2 separate regions of the Mus musculus genome follow, and region 1 is linked to region 2. Evidence: chromatin contacts called from public Hi-C data. All regions are on one chromosome and are shown on one strand. The core of a region is the stretch at or near the end of the contact, and the rest is flanking DNA. Distances in the headings are between cores, read along the strand shown.

Region 1 (4,842 bases), core at 9-2,508, 7.7 Mb after region 2:
ACAGGTTGAGAACCACTGCTCTAGATGCTCATCTTCAACTCTATAGTGTTTGCATTCTATATAGGAAAGAAACCAAGGTAAGATACTGTTAAATACTGGGTAATTGCTGAGACCCAGGGCATCACTGAGATCTGCTATTTGATAGGCTTCTTTGTTACATTTGAACAGGTAAAATAGCAAACTAGAGAAATGAAGCGTGAAGGTTCTGCATTGTGGAATGGTCAGTCTATTTCATCTCTACACGCATTTATTCATTAAAATTAATATTGTCCTCTAGAAATATATAGCTCAGCATGAAATCTATCAGGGAATCTACTCCCATTCCTATGAAATAACATTCCTCACTCCTCCCCTGCTTCTAACTGACAATTATCTCAAAAGATATCTCCTCCAAGATGTTTTCCCCATCATTTCCTGTTTTCCCTCCATCACTGTCATGGCAATATAATCTCTTCTTCAATACCTCCCAAGCAAAGGCAGGTGTGTTCATGCACGTCTGTAATCCTGAGATAGGGAATTAGTATATATATACGTGTGTGTGTGTGTGTGTGTGTGTGTGTGTGTGTGTGTGTCTATAATACAGACACACATATAAAGGTAGAATACCAACCTTTGTATCATCAGCACCTAGTAGAGTGCGTGGTGCCAAAGAGGCCTTCAATAATGACTGTAGAGAATGCACGATCTCCAAGTTAAACAACAAGCAAAAGTGTACAATCTTGAGATAAGTCTTAAAAACAATAGACACTAGAAGGCGCTCACGTGAGTTGGATCAAGGAAGTTAAGGGGTCAGAAGACTAGCGAATAGGGAGGTTGCCCAAGAACTCTTTCAAAAATATGCTGAGACACGTCACCGTAAAGAATATAAATGCAACACTGGCCATATGCAGGGTGTGGAGAAGAGTCCTTTGGTCTTTCCACCTCTAAAATCCCCGATAGCTGCCCCTCCCTGCCCGCCCCCAGTCACCGTGTCCAGGAGGTAAGGCTCTCACCTTCCCATTAGTGGGCGGCTCCTGGATGTAGATGTTACTCATCTTGCTCAGTGCTCAGGACTCCGCTCCTTAGTGTGGCCGCAAGCGAATGGCGGGTCTCCGGCGAGGCCCACCTGTTAGCACACAATTCTTTAACCTGAGTATTTGGGGGAAAACTTCACTCGGTCAGAGTCGGACAAGACAGCCGTACTAATCACTAGTTACTCCCCAAACTAGCCCATCATGGACGCCGCCATGTTGCTCCCGGACCGGAGCACCGCTAACCCCGGGAGGGGGGACTTCCCTGTCCTTCAGGAAACTAGAAAAGACTATAGGACCTCTACAACTTTAGAGAATTTGTAGCGAGGTTTATAATACGAGCTAAAGGGCCAATCCGTAAATCCCGGGGCTGCGTCCAGGTCAGGCGATTGCAGATAGCACTCACCTCCCGAAGCGGGCCGAAATGGTTCCGACCGCGTGTGCTCCGCGGTAGGACACCCCTGGAAACTGCATCCACAGCCACTTAGTTCCGCCAACCCTAGATGTGCATCGGGCCTTCCCCTGCCCGGTGAAGTTGTAGTGGCCGGGTGGGAGAGATCCCTTTGGGAATGCGCTGTCCTCGCAACGGACCTGAACCTAACGTGATCTCGAAAGCCCAGGACTCCGACGATCCCACTCACCTTGCATCATGGCAGTCCCAGGTGAAGGTCAACCGCAGGGCTCTCTCACTCCAGAGGAATGAGACGAGCAGGGAAGCCCAGAGCACGGGGGTGGGTGGCAGCGAGCACTTGGGGAATCAGGCGAAGGCCTAAAAATTTAGATTTGGTCGGCTTACATGAAAAAGCTTATACTACAAGTTCAAAGCGGGGTGAGAAAGATAGGGAAAGATCATCTCTGTCATTCTTGGACAAGCCCAAACTGCACAGGATTAGAGGGAAAGTGTATTGTAAGAGGGACAAGGGACTTGGTGACAATGAGAACTGTAGGCCTAAGGGGACAACTTGCCCAGAAGACTGTAACTTTCACACGATTTCAAAATAAAATTCGAAATGTGAGCATTTTGCCGAATCCAGGTGGCTATACACATTATACTGAAAGTCGCCAAGAAGAGCACCTGAGGCTTGTTCTAGCACTTCCAGCCTGTAATTTCTATGTGGCTGCAGGCCCGCTGCTGTGCCCTTCCGGGCCTCAGTTTCCCTATCAGTTTCAAGACAGTGCTTTCTCGAATTAGATCTAAGATTCTTTGTAGGTTCCACTTTTGTGTTCAGAGGTTTCTAACCTAGAAACGGCAAACTGAGCTCCGGGGATGTTTTTGTTGCTCCAGTTTACTGGGGAGCCGCTAAGAACTTCCCCAAGCCGACTTTGTCAGAATGTGTTTCTGTAAAACCCTATTATCAAGCAGGTGTTTTTAAGAGATATACCCGCCTCGCATCTCGGAGATTCACAGTGCATAGTACTGTAGGAAAGACCCTCAAACTATTTGTGAAGCCCCAACTTTGCTTAACACTGCCCCTTCCCGCTACTGTTTGACCCCTGTCTTTGTTCCGTGGCAGCCTTTTCTGAACTTTATTCTAGAGATTACTGTTGCGGGGTGGGGCTGCTTCCTAACTTCTGCAGAGGAGCACTCCAGGAGCTGTGAAAAGAGAGGTGACTACATTTATTGAGTGTGTGGCAGTCAGCATGGTAGAAACCCTTGCTCTCCTAGAATTCGGGGGGGGGGGGATTTACAGAAAGTAGAACTAACGCTGGGGCGAGCAAAAACAGGACACCTAACAGGATCCAGAGTGTACAAAAGGATGTTCCAGATGAAAGCTAAAGAAAGGTGAGAGTGCAGGGGACCTGCAGGGAGAGGGAGCAGATACAGAAAGGAAGAGGAACTAAAAGAGGGAATGAAAGAGCCCTGCCGTGGCTAACGATCAGCTAACCTGAGAGAAAAGAGAAATTAACTAAAGCGATAATTCAAAGTATCTAACTTTTACTATGTAACCCATGTATCTGATACTATGTCAAACATTGTATATTTTTTTCCTCCCTTTAATAACCACTGCTATGAGATAGCTGTTGTTAGTCTCACTTCACAGACGGAGAAATCAAGTAACTTGCCTATTACAAAAGCTAATGGAGATTATCCAAGCTCTTGGCCACCATGAATGCAAATGCATTCTCCAACATATCCATGGCACAATAGATTCCCTGCGACTGAAGGACCTTACAAGCAAAAACAAAGTGTTAGGATGTTAATAGACAGTAGGAAAACACTTAACAGCTTTAAGAAAAATTACATTTTAGGATACTGTGACCTAGAGGAGAGTTAGTTAATGTAGAGGCGTTGTTGGTACTTAAGGGTGATTCTGGTCAGTTATGTTACCATTGAGGATGTAGACTCATTAAGAGAGAAGCAGCTAATTTGGAGGGGGGGGTGGTGGTGGTGGTAGAATCACTAAGAATTAATTGCTTTGGTGTGGGTAGGAAATGAGATTAACCTGGTTTTTGACATTAGCTCATTTGAGGAGGCCTCATAACTGGGAAGACATCCCTCAAGATCAGAGTTGAGAGATGGTGGTAAGGTCAGTCTGGAACTTGTGTTGAGGTCTATCTGGCCCGGGATGGAAATGGCCCATAGATAGCATGGGAATAAACAGAATACTGGACAAGAAGTCAGAGTCAAAACCAACACTTATTATAGGACTAAAAGGATAAAGTGTGAGGGACTGTGCAGACACAGTGGGTAATGTGTGAAGGGAAGACCTGACTGGAGTCTAGGAATAATAGCATGTAAAGGAAAGAGCTGAGAACCACGAGCCTGCACAGTACTTGCCTAAGCATTTCGTGAGGCTCTGGTGACCTCTGCATCACACAGTTGCACCCAGAGTTGGCCTGCTGTCACTGCCCATCATTTGGGCAGGCGCTGGAGCACTGGTAGAGTATGAACACACCAGGAGACACACCGTAAAACTTTAGGAATGATAATTTGCTCCTGAAGAAAAGGGACAAAAAGTGATTTTTCTTCTAGCTTTGTTTGAGATGCTCTTAAACTTGAGACCAGTGTTAAAAAAAATGTTAACCTTTCAATTCAAAATAATGTTTCAAAGCATAATAATAAATTGTGTCATTAAGCCAGATGGAATGACTTACATAAACTGCTTAAACCCACCCCCCCCAAAAAAATCAAGATAATAGGCTTGACAGGTGGCACAAACGCACAATGCAACTGCTTTAGAAAGTGCAGATACAGAAGATGTTAAGATAATTTCTTGGATGATCGATCCAGATGCTGCACGGAAGGAAAATGGGGCTCCATTGAGGTGATCATCAAGAAGGACAAGTATTGTGTCATGCTCTTTTATTTTAGGTGTGATGGATTCAGCTTGGGGTGATTGTGCTCCTGGTTATTATAAGGTATAACTATAGAGTAATGAGGCTGCTTTTCAGAAGCCACCAGCCTTGTCTGCTTCAGTGGTCACGTGTTTCCACCACATTGAATGCCAGCTTAAACTATTATGTAGGTAACAATGAGATACTGAAGATCTTCGGGAAAAAAAAATCTTAGACACTTAGTCATTTGACAAATGGCATTGAACATAGGATTCAGTGAAGTTTACTTTCTTTGGAACATTTCTTTGCTCATTCACAGTTGTTCAGCCTAGCCCAGCTGTTGAAGTTGTATTAGTAAGTCTCCATTCTCCATCAAGAGTTGACCTGGTTCAAGTAGCAGCATGTGTTGCCGAGAAGGATGGTGCAGATGCTGACCTTGTTCTGTCTGTGTAGCCAGGGCAGAGGATGAAATGGCAGGGTCAGCATCCCTGTCTCACATCCCTTCAGCATATTGCCAAAGCATCTTTGTAATAACAGAAGTGGGAAGTCACACCAC
Region 2 (5,086 bases), core at 494-2,993:
AGGTATTTATTCAAAATCTACTAAAAACATAAGATTACTACAGGATTTAATGCTTTTTTTTTTACTTTAGATAATAAGGTAAATTACTTTCAGGTCTTTTTAAATTAGAAAATGTTATTTTGCCGGGCAGTGGTGGCACACACCTTTAATCCCAGCACTTGGGAGGCAGAGGCAGGCGGATTTCTGAGTTGGAGGCCAGCCTGGTCTACAGAGTGAGTTCCAGGACAGCCAGGGCTACACAGAGAAACCCTGTCTCGAAAAACCAAAAAGAATGTTATTTTTCAATCGGACGTGGTGGCGCACGCCTTTAATCCCAGCACTCGGGAGGCAGAGGCAGGCGGATTTCTGAGTTCGAGGCCAGCCTGGTCTACAGAGTGAGTTCCAGGACAGCCAGAGCTAAAAGAGAAACCCTGTCTCGAAAAACCAAAAAAAAAAAAAAAAAAAAAGAATGTTATTTTTCTAAAACACAATTTACATAAAACAAGATTTGCCAATTTTAGTTGTGGGTGTGTAGTTGTAATTCCTGCCCAATCATAAATTTCTGTATCCATTATATTCAAGATGGCATATTGATTTTTCCACCCCAGAATGTTCCTTTGTGCTACTCTAAGGTCTTCTTTTCCCATCTTCAACCTTATATTTGTATGGTTTACTCTGCCCAGTGAGTAGAATCTACAGGACACACATCCTTTTGCATCTGGCTTTTTTTAACTAGAATATATCCATTTATGTCTACCAGCTCTTAAGTACTTTATAGCACTTGGCCATATCCCAGTGTGTGGATATAAACTCATTTCTTTATCCATTTACCATATGATGTATATCTGGACTGTTCATTTTTTTCCATTGGTGATTAGGAATAAAGTTGTAATAAATATAGATGAATTCAGACCTTTGCTTGGAAACTGTCTACTGCTGTGTTATCTTCCAAAGTTGGTGTATTATTTTGCATGTTGTCAGTACTATATGGGATCCCATTTGTGTTTTAAATTGTTTCATTGTTAACAATGAAACTGTAGTCAGCATCTAGTTAGATTTGAACCCTCAAAACCAACCAACCTAATAAACAAACAGGCACAAAACCCAGCTCAGAGATTAAAACTAGGTAACAAAACCCTTATGGGTGTTGTTTTCAACTGCTATCACATAAACTTTGCAGCAACTACAAAGAAGGTTTATGGCATTCCACTTTGAAGAGAAACATCCAGTATAATGAGAATGGCAGGTCTGGTAATTCATATATAAAGAGAATGTTTTGTTCCGCAACTCATTCGCTGTTTGGCTTTTTGCAAAGAATATAGTATACTGAGCATTAAAACGGTGTGATGCGACTATAAAGTTATTATCACAAGTCTCAACTGCATTCCATTAGGTTGGCACTGACGCCACGGTAGCAAGATCAGGACTTTTATAGTGAACTCTTGTCTCATCCCAAGATTTGTGTTCCGGGTCCAGAAGCTGCATCTCACGCCAAGGCATCTCAGTTCCGCCTACCACGGTCCTCTCTCCCCGACAGCCCAACCACGCTAACCCCAGGCCCTTCGTCGCCCGCGTCCGAGGAGGCCTCCTTACCATGATGACAGCCGCGGAGCACCGGTCCGCGACCTCCCGGGTCTCAAAAAACTCTTAATTTCTGGATGTCACTGGTCCACGAGCCTGCCTCGTTCAGCCCAGGACGGGAAAGGGTAGTCCTTTAAGAAGGCCGAGTGGAGCGCAAGCGCCGCACAGCAGTTCCGTGACGTCTTTCCGTTCCTAGGCAGATGGGCGGAAATTGACAGCAGGAGAATTTTAGCTGAGACGCCACCGGAACTGCTTAGAGGGCGGAAGGTGCTTATGGAGCTTTTGTAAGCTGGGAGATCCGCGGGTTCCTTCTGCGGGTATGAGGGTGTCTGAGGTGGTGGGATGTGGTACCGTGTTGCCGGTTCCTCTCTTACTCCCCGGCGGACACTAGCAGAACCAGCCAGGCGCCCTGTGCGTGCCGCGGTCTTGCTGGTCTGCCACTGCTGACCTCGTAGCTGCTACTGACAGCGGGTTCCAGACGAGCACTCCCCGGCCTCCGGGCCCCGTCTGCCGGGTCACGGACGTGTTGCTTCATCCATTATGGAGGGCGACTGATTTGTTAGTCTGTTTCTGTCTCTCCTGTTGCTAGCGGATGCACAATTGGTTGAGATATGTTATATGGAAAATAAAACTACTGGCCAGGCCAGGAAAGCAAAAGGTACTTGGTTTTTGTGGACGCCCAGGACTTTCCCCCTAAGCTCTTGAGAAATCCTGTGTAATTAAGGGCAGTTTTTACCTTTTAGAAATCTGTGTGGTTTTTCCACCTTATTATTATTATTTTTTTTTTAAGATTTATTTATTTATTATATGTAAGTACACTGTAGCTGTCTTCAGACACTCCAGAAGAGGGAGTCAGATATCGTGATCGGATGGTTGTGAGCCACCATGTGGTTGCTGGGATTTGAACTCCTGACCTTCGGAAGAGCAGTCGGGTGCTCTTACCCACTGAGCCATCTCACCAGCCCTTATTATTTTTTTTTTTAAATGTGTAGTGCGTACCTGGTGCCCTCCGAGGCCAGAACAGGGTGTTGAATCATAAAAGATGGTTGGGGGGGCTAGTGGTTGCTGGGAATTGAACCTGGTCCTCTAGAAGGGCAGCCAAACTTAACCTCTGAGCCATCTCGTCAGTCCCCAGTTTTATCCTTGTACTGTAGTCACAGAAGTTCACTAGCTCCAATTTGGAACTACCAAAATTGAAAAGTACATCTCAAGAAGCCCTAGCACTTGGAGTCAAGCTGTTGCTTTTTTTTTTTTTTTTAAACATCCCTTCCTTTTTTGATGTTTTCGAGATAGTGTTTCCCTGTGTAGAGCTGGCTGTCCTGGAACTTGCTTCGCAAACAAGACTGGCCTCAAACTCAACAAAGGTCCGCCTGCCTCTGCCTCCAGAGTGCTGAAATTAAAGATGTGCACCACAACCGCTGGGCTTCAAACTATCATTTAAGTCCCCATAGTATAATGTTTTTGTTTGTTTGTTTGTTTAAATCAGAGCTAGCGCTGATTAGCATTCGTGTATTTTCAGGTGCAGTAAATTACGCAATTTCTCAAGCTAGAGTATGCTCCCTCTTCCCACATTGACTCCCTTACCTACTTTAGTTTTTTTTTTAGTTTTAATTTCACAGTTTTAGTGAAGCCTCCCTTGACACCATAACTGCTCCATTTCCCTTCCTTTCTGCAACATCGATGACAGTAGGATGTTGTATATTTCAGCCCCTCCCCCTAGTAGCCCTTGAGTTGGCTAGAGTCTGTGTGAGCACAGTCGTTGTTGTTGTTCACTGCTTTAGTTCAAATACTCCAAAAGCAATTTTAGACACACTTTTTATTAAATATGTGGGTTTAATTCTCATTCAGACCTGTGCTGTCATAGATGAAAGACGGAAACTGAGATTTCTAGTGATGTATCCAAGATTTCAGAAGACCCGAGAGTCCAGCAGCAATCTTCTAGTAGTAAAACATAGATATATTTAAAGACTCATCCAGACAGGAAATAGATGTACTATAGGCGTTTGTCTCGATGGGTTTTCAGAGCACACGTATTTAATCAGCTTCCGGATTAAGAAATCCCTTTAGCTGAGTCTGATTCCTTCTCTCTCTCTCTTTTGTTTGTTTGTTTGTTTGTTTTTCGAGACAGGGTTTCTCTGTGTAGCCTTGGCTATCCTGGAACTCACTCTGTAGACCAGGCTTGCCTCAAACTCAGAAATCCGCCTGCCTCTGCCTCCCAAGTGCTGGGATTAAAGTCTCGCACTACCTGGCTTGATTCCTTCTCTTTTCCCAGCTGTCACTACAGTCACCCTCACACACACGGTATACATTCATAGGGACACATGTGCATAAAAAAGTTTTAAATCTTTTACAATTCCTTGTGCCTGAAATAAGCTTTGTAATAAAAATAAGATTAGCAGCTTGAGATCTTCCATTGAGCATAAAGAGGAGAAGCAAAAGTCGTAGTTAAAGGCTGTGTTAAGAACATTTTACCTAAGGCATACATCATACTTTTGCAGAAATGTTACATGTGATACAAATTCGAAATGAAGTGTGTTATTTCGGAGACATCAGTACATGATAAATATTGTATGTAGACAATACATTTGGGATACAATCTAGAAACATCATCTTTTAGGGAGGGAAGATAGAATTAGTACAACAGTAGGAACCTAATTTAAGGCCGTTTCCACTGGGTGCTGACAGATCCCCTTTTCTATGTTATGTCTCAGCAACATTGTTTTTCCTCAAGACAGGGTTTTTCTGTGTAGTCCTAACTATTCTGGAACTCACTCTGTAGGCCAGGTTGGCTTCCAACTCAGAAATCCGACTGCCTGTGCCTCCCAAGTGCTGGGATTAAAGGTGTGTGCCACCATGGCAGGCTGATTACAGTAACATCTTAAATTCTGCTTACATAGGAGTACATTTTATGACTGTTCTTATGTGTCACATCTTTTTTTAATGTATTAAACTATTAACATGACTAAGTGTATTTCATTTGTTTATTTGTTTGCTTGACTACCAGTGTGAAAACACATGCATTTGTGCATAGAAGTCAGAGGACAACTTATGACAGTTGGTTGTCTTCACCCTGTGTGTCCCAGGGATCAAGTCGAGATTGTCAAACTTGGCCGCAAGAGCCTTTACCTTTTAAGCCATCTTGGTGGCCTCAATCACGTAGTATGAAAATTCTGCATAACTGATTTAGCATTGCCTCCCGTGACCTAGGCAGATCATTTTCTCACACCTTTGACCTCGTACTTTACGTCCAGGGAAGACTTGGTAAATGTGGGTCTAAGGGCCTGCTGTGGTGCGGAGGTCAAACCCAGGCCCTTGACAGCGTAAGCAAAGGCTACCCCTCAGGCTTAGTAAGTGTTTGCAAAGTAAAGGCTTCTGTATTCACAGGCGCAGGCAGCTTGCTTTCATATAGCTTTTATGTATTTTATTTTCACATATTTATTGTTCAAAAATCAGAATAGATAAGTTTTGTTGTTGATGAGAAACTACCAAGTTTCGTGAGATATCTATCATACTTAATTCTAAATAT

The links. A called contact is a pair of places that touch in the nucleus more often than the background predicts.
Region 1: a contact with region 2 is called in a Hi-C map of muscle stem cells, with 7 times the contacts expected there. The contact joins the promoter of Cwc27 here to the promoter of Nsa2 in region 2. A contact is called at or near these places in 2 of 484 Hi-C or Micro-C datasets (CD4 T cells and muscle stem cells).

What each region holds. Positions count from the first base shown.
Region 1 is chr13:104,815,695-104,820,536 of GRCm38.p6, forward strand. It overlaps Cwc27 (CWC27 spliceosome-associated protein), which reads right to left and starts at 1,259. Exons shown (of 14, transcript NM_026072.1): 1 at 993-1,259. The coding sequence starts at 1,034. It overlaps Srek1ip1 (splicing regulatory glutamine/lysine-rich protein 1interacting protein 1), which reads left to right and starts at 1,476. Exons shown (of 5, transcript NM_026075.3): 1 at 1,476-1,672. The coding sequence starts at 1,660.
Region 2 is chr13:97,136,183-97,141,268 of GRCm38.p6, forward strand. Nsa2 (NSA2 ribosome biogenesis homolog) reads right to left here and starts at 1,744. Exons shown (of 6, transcript NM_021552.5): 1 at 1,573-1,744. The coding sequence starts at 1,575. It overlaps Gfm2 (G elongation factor, mitochondrial 2), which reads left to right and starts at 1,755. Exons shown (of 21, transcript NM_177266.5): 1 at 1,755-1,877.